2 separate regions of the Ovis aries genome follow, and region 2 is linked to region 1. Evidence: chromatin contacts called from public Hi-C data. All regions are on one chromosome and are shown on one strand. Each heading gives the region's core, a stretch centred on a gene start, on an enhancer-like site or on the middle of the called end of the contact. The rest is flanking DNA. Distances are from core to core; before and after follow the strand shown.

Evidence for each region. Hi-C and Micro-C count contacts between places; a contact is called where the count stands out from the background.
Region 2: a Hi-C map of liver shows a contact between it and region 1, with 3 times the contacts expected there. The contact joins the promoter of TINF2 here to the promoter of CBLN3 in region 1. A contact is called at or near these places in 4 of 16 Hi-C or Micro-C datasets (blood, hypothalamus, liver and 1 more).

What each region holds. Positions count from the first base shown.
Region 1 is chr7:20,558,411-20,561,543 of ARS-UI_Ramb_v3.0, reverse strand. It overlaps CBLN3 (cerebellin 3 precursor), which reads right to left and starts at 1,778. Exons shown (of 3, transcript XM_004010296.6): 1 at 1,303-1,778; 2 at 902-1,021; 3 at 1-592. The coding sequence starts at 1,602. The coding sequence ends at 395. The region is part of intron 1 of KHNYN (KH and NYN domain containing); the gene reads left to right.
Region 2 is chr7:20,741,803-20,745,183 of ARS-UI_Ramb_v3.0, reverse strand. It overlaps TINF2 (TERF1 interacting nuclear factor 2), which reads right to left and starts at 1,262. Exons shown (of 11, transcript XR_009601430.1): 1 at 971-1,262; 2 at 735-880; 3 at 512-616; 4 at 291-392; 5 at 105-212; 6 at 1-18.

The DNA of each region.
Region 1 (3,133 bases), core at 529-3,028:
GCAGGGGCCTGTCAGGCTCACCTGAACCACCTGTTCCCAAATAGCACCAAGCAGGAAGCAGCGTTGGGGGGGTGGGGGACAGAAAGAGCAGAGTCTGCAAAGTAGCACAGGTCTCCCTACCTGTCAAACCCTGCCCTGATCCGAGGACTGCAGGCAGGAGATGCAGTGGGAGGCTGGGGGGGCAATTGTGGGGGTGGAGTAAGAAGGGCAGGTCCTGAGACACCAGAGCTCTACTCTTCACCTTGGATGTCTGGCACAGGGTCCCATGCAAGCAAGTAGAATAAAAATACAGCCAGAGGGCATCTCTCTCCTGCCTTAAAGACAATACTTCTGGGGCAGAGGGCAGAGGGCAAAGGTCAGGGGCTAGGTTTCCATCCTTGAAAGGCGTGAGTCCTCAGAGTGGGAAAATGAGGAAGCCAGAGAAGCTTGAATATTTCCAACCACCCAGCAGGTTCCCTCGACGCAGGCGCAGAGATACCCGGTCTCCAGGGTCCAGGGGCAGTAGCACAGAGCTGGTGGCTGCCTCCCGGGTCACATCTGGATCGTTGGCAAAGGCTGAGACAACAGGCCATGTGTTCAGCATCAGGCTCACCTGGGGAGGGGAATCCACTTAGCACCTCTCCTTGGCCCTTGGCCCAGGAACCCCACTTCCCTCCTTTTCTCCACCCCCAGAGAGACACTCTGGAAGCTGGGGCTCAGTGCGCCCTCCTGGATGACTAATAGGTGGCCAACATTGGACTCTGTGCCTCCTTCCCAATCTCTGCTAAGCAGGCCCTCCCCGCTCTTGCTTCTGGCCCTCCAGGATATAGGTTAATGGAGGTGTGACTGGGGGTCCCCTGCGCTCCCCTCCTCCCTCCCCATCCTGAGCCAGAGATGGGACAGGGCCTAGGGTTCAGGTCACCTGGACAGTTTGGCGGTTGTACACCTTCACCACATGGAACCGGAAGCTGTAGACACCCCGTACAGGGGCCACGAAGGAGCCAGAGGTGCGGTCAAAGCCACCTCCCTCGTTCACCAGGACCTGTGGGAAGCAGACCCTGCTGAGTGGGGCTCGGGGATGCTTGGGGCTCTGAGAAGCCACGGCACTGGGGGAAGGGGCAGTGAGTAAGGAAAGGAAGGGGTGGCAAGTAGACTAAACAGGAAGAATGGACAGATTTAAAAGAAATGATGAGAAAGGGAAGGAAGGTATGGTGGGAGTGAAGGGAAAGGAGACGGGCAGCGGGCCCCACAGCAGAGCCATTTCCTTAGCAGCAGAGTGGGCTTGGACAGTGATTCCAGGCCTTTGCAGGGTAGGGGGATTACCTGGTCGAAGTAGATGGCTCCACTTGTGCCATTGCCGATCTCCCCTGCTGGCTCGTGGTGGTGGCTGCGGACTGCAGCAAATGCCACTCTTCCAGGGGGCGCCTCTCCCAGGGCTGCTCCCCCTGGCCCTCCTGCAGCAGCTCTGCCGGGCTCACAGACCACCAGGCACTCGCCTTCCAGGAGGACTGGCTCTGACCCCTCCTGGGCCCACCCGGCCCTCAGGGCCAGAAGTGTGAGGGCCAAAGGCAACCCCAGGCTGAGTGAGGGACCTGGCGGCCAGTGTCGCTTTGTTCCCAGCATGGCTGAGTGGCTCTGTGACCCACGAACCTTCTCTTTCTGCTCCTCGGTTCTTCCCGCCTCTCCCCCAGGCTCTCGCCACCCCTCAACCTGCTTCTCAGCTCTCTCTCTGGGGCTCCTGGTCACCTTGTCTCGGCGTCTCTCTCTCCATCCCTCTCCATGCCCCACGACTCTGTCCTGCCTCTCACCCCTGCTATCACTGCAGTTCCCGCCTCCTTGGCAGGGCACAAAATGACAGCAGTTGGGCGTTAGGAGGGAGAGGAGAAATGAGACAGCCAGACAGGGGGGCTACAACCAGAACCCCAGGGCAGCCCCGCCGGAGAGCACTGAAGGCTGAACTGGGACCACTGGGTGTCTGAGTGAGACTGAGTGCACGTATGCGTGTGTGAGTGTGTGCAGATGTGTGACAGCCCCTTCCTCTTCACTCCTACCCTCTTCAAAAATCCTTCACAAGTCAGCAGCCCTCTTAGCAGTATCTTTTCCACTGTTGGAAGAAAGGGAATGTTCTTGTGTTTTCCCCACAATTGTTTTGGTGGAAAGTGCTTGGGTCAAGGGTGTCACTATCCTGTGACCGTGGGCCAGTCTTTTTCTTTTCTTAGTCTTCTGTGTCATCATCCGAAGGGACTGGATTAGTCCCTTTAAGGCCCTCTTCACCTCCATCTCTCACTGAAGTGGTTCCTCATTCCTGAGAAACAACTGCGCCGAGCCCCTGAAAACTCCGAGGAGCTAGGAGACCCGACCCGGAAGGCTCGGAGCCAGAGCGGGCGAGTGGGCGGGGCGGGGGCGGGGCCGGGGGCGGGGCCCCGCTGGGGCCTGGGCCGGGGCCGCGGCCGGGGCTCGGGCCGGGGGCGGGGAGCAGCTGGCGGCTGGCGGGGGCGGGGGCGCGCTTCGGGGCTCGGTGCTGGCCCAGCCCCGGGAGGGGCCCAGCTGACTCCGCCCCCGGCCAGGAAGTGACTCAAAAAACTGTTTGTGATGTGGGGAAGAGAGGTCCCCGTTGGGTGAGGAATCGGAAAGGCCCGCCCCGACTCGGGCCCCCCGCCCTTCTTCCCTGGGCCGGGGGCGCGGGCGAAGCTGGGGCCGGCGGGCACCGAGCGGCGCCGGCGGGACCGAGGCCGCAGCGGGCGGCGAGGCGGGTAGGCGCGCTCTCCCCCGCGCCCGGGCGGCGGGAGCCAGAGGGCGCAGCGCCGAGCGCAGGCGGGGGGCGGCAGCCGCCAGCGGCTGTGGGCGGGGCCCGGCTCGGCCCCTCGGCCCAGCGTGGGGCGCGTGGCGCGACCGAGGGGGGCAGCAGGGGGAGGGGAGGAGTGGGAGTGGCCAGAACCTTGGAAATGGCCGACGAGGGTCCCCAGAGGAGAACCCAGTTCAAGCCCCGGTGAGGATTCATCTCTAAGAGGCCGTCTTGGACCCGGAGGTTGCAGAGACCCGGAGGAGAGGGACTCTTTGTCGTCACCTGTCCACTCCTTCTGGCCTCCAGACCCAGCTGGATCCTCCTCCCCGTTCCTGCTCAGGGCTGTGGTCGTCATTTTCCCAAGGCCAC
Region 2 (3,381 bases), core at 13-2,512, 180 kb before region 1:
GCTCAGCACATCCTGAAGCTGTGAAAAGGGAGAGAGTTATGAAGACCACAGGCCCCACCCGCCACCCCAGCATTCTGTCCTTATGTGTTTTGCCCCAACAAAACCTGCTGTGCCTGCAGCGTAGGCAGTGCTTTTTCCAGCTGACACAAATATTCAAAAAACAGCTTTTCCATGGCTGCCAGAAAAGTTTCCCCATACTCTTGTTCAAGTTCCTGCAGGAGGAAAAGCAGCAGGTCAGAGAGGGCTAGAGCCAACAGCTACACCACTGCTTCCAAAGCAGCCAGTCCTACCTGCAGCTTCGAAGCCAAGTCAACAGGGGCTTCTGCCAGCTGCTTCACCTGCTGGCAAAAGGTTTCCTGGGCCTCCGATATCTTCCTCAGATCCTGCTTTGTCTGTCGAGGGTAAGGAAGGCAAACGGGTAAGGGGCACCAGGATTCAGTGACCAGGATGAGGAGCAACTCTGCTGCATCAGGTGTTAACCGGGGTAGGACTCGCTTCAAGGGTTACTCACGATTTTGGGGTCCCGCACTACAGGTCCAGACTCTGGGAAGTGGTGATGTAGGGCATTTAGAACCTGGGCCCAAGACCGGCCCTGCAGGATGAGCTCCACCACCAACTGTGGAGGGTACTGAGCTCAGAATGCCCACGTCGAAGCAAATTGCCCTTTTCCTACCGGTTCCATCCCCAAGCAGTCGGCCCCTATCCCCTCTACCAGGTCCTACTGGTTCCAATACCTTGGCCTTTAGGCCCATACACAGGCGTTCATGATGCCGGTAGCGAACCAAGCCAGGGGCAGCATCGCGCAGGTATCGCAGAAACTCCAATACTCGGGGAAAATGCTCCACGCAGCGTCCGCGAATGACTCGCCAGCTGGCAGCTGCTACAAAGCGAATAGCAGCGGGACCGGCCCCCGGGGGTGTGGCCATGGCAGGTGGACTCCACCCCAGGGGCCGTCTCTTTGGGTTCCTACCTCCTCGGCGCGGCTTCTCGACTCCTCCCAGGGGCGGGGTTTCCGGTGGCCTTCACTGGCTCCGCTATTTCAAGTCTGCAACGGATACTTGGCTATCCCACTCTGCGCCTCCCAAGGACCACCAGAATCCTGGGGTTTCTCTCCAACTCGGGATGGAGCCCGAATGGAGAAGCTGGCCAGCTCCACTGGCCCTAGACCGCTCTGCCTGAAACGCCACCGCTGTCTCAAACCCGAAGGCTACCTCGCTTCCGGCTCTGCGACCACTTCTCCTACCCGGGAAAAGGGTGGTAGTGGCGAACCAATGGGCCGCCAGACAGGGGCTACGTGACGTCGCGTCACAAGGCCACGCCCGGGCAGATCCGGCGCCGCTGCTGGTCCCCGCCCTCGCTTCCGCGCACTTCCGACAGCTTCGGGGTGGCGGGGACCGCGCGTCTGGGCTCCGCCCCCAACCGGTGCATTATTTCGTGGAGCCTGTAGAGAAAGCGCTTCGTTCTTTGAAGACTTGCCTTTCTAGTCGGTAAAGGGAGGTTCGTGCCACTTTCCCTCTCCATCGTCTTCAGCCTCTCAAATCCGATTCCTTAAATCTCAGCGCCCATACCAGTGTCTGCAAAGCCTTCCCCTGGTGGTGCGCGGCTTCCAGTAAGAGTTCGGCTCTTTTTACAGAACAGGAGAGGGCGCCCGCCCTTAAAAAATAAAATACAAAGTTTGAAAAAATACGTCAGATTGTTAACTTTTTTCTAGATGTTGAGACTTTAGGCAATTTTGTTTGTTCTTCTGTGTTTGATATATTTTTTAAAGGCGTGTAGTGCTAAAAATAATAACATAGATTTCCGTTTTGGAATTCTGTTGTGAGCTTACTCCCATCAGCCTCCACATGTAACTTGTCTTTCTCCTTGTCACCCTTCCTGGGATCTCTCCTTATTTCCAGGGACAGAACCTTGACACACAGTGTGTATTCTTTGTTTTCTGAATTAATTATCTGCTCTGACTGCCTTACAGGGATTTGGTGAAACTACCTTTTCCATGGGCCATCTCCTTTCTTAGAGATCCTCCCTGTCTCCCCCTCCCCCGCCCCCGCCCCCGCCCCCATCAGTCTTCTGTGCAGAGCCATGCATTCGACTGCCAGTGGGACATCTAGCTGGAAGTTCCAAAGTACTCAAATCGGACATCTATGAAATTCTAGTTACCTGACTTTTTAATTTTACCTTTATTTTTTTCCCTAAAGTTCTGCCTTTATGTAGATCTGAGTTTCTGGCCTATGTCGTTTTCCTTCTTTTCTGAAGAATTTCTTTTAGCATATCTTGCAAGTCAGATCTGGCTGCAAACTCCCTCAATTTTTGTTTGCCTGGAAAAGTGTTAACTCCTTCACTTTTGAGAGATAATCTTGTTAGAGACAGAAGTCTAGGTTGATGGACTTTTTTTCTTCAACACTTTAGACATTTTACTGTGCTCTCTTCTTGCATGGTTTCTGAAGAAGTCCGATGTAATTATTATTATTATTATTTTGGCCGCCCTGCATGGGTTGCGGGGTCTTAGTTCCCCAACCAGGGATTGAATCTGGCCCTGACAGTGAAAGCACACAGTCGTAATCACTGGACCACCAGGAAATTCCCCTAATGTAATTCTTATTTTTGCTCCTCTGTAGGTAAGATGTACCCACTTCTACTCCTCAGGCTTCATTCAAGATTTTCTCTTGGTTTTTGATTTTCTATTCATCCTTCTTGTAAGGACAGAAGTGAGAAGAACTTCTAAGCTCTTTATATGCCAGAATGAAAACTGAAAATTATCTTCTATTTTAAATTCTGTTCTTTCTCCTGGCCTCTGTATTTCTGTGCATGACATGTTTCTTTACCCGTGACTCAGAAAACAAGAACATTGCCCTTAAGTTTGTCCTCTCTGTTCTCCAAATCTAATCCCTCACCAAGTCTAATCAGTTCTACTTCTAATGGAACCTTCAAACTTACCCCCTCTTTTTTCCACGCTCACAGTCTGTATCTTACAGCAGGTTCCCTGTCTCTCACATTGAGAAGACTCTAGTCTCCCCATCTCCAGCCCAACTCCTAATTTCTTTTCCATGTTGCTTTCATCATAAATCTGGTGAAATGCAAAATTGATCACATCATCCCTAACTGACAGCTCCCCCTTATTTTCTAAAGAAAGTCCAAGCTCCAAAATATGGCGAAAGGGTTTTTAATGATCTGAATAAATTCACCTCTTCTAACACATTCCTTGCCACTTTGCACTTATCATGCACCTATAAGCCAATCCTCTTCAAACTGCTTGCATTTCAGGATACACCAAGTTGTCTCATATCTTGTTCTTTGCACATACTGGGTTAGTCCTTCGTCCTTGCCTCGTGGGCTTGGCTTTCATCTTCTGTGGCTCATGTGTTGACTACCTCCACAAAACCC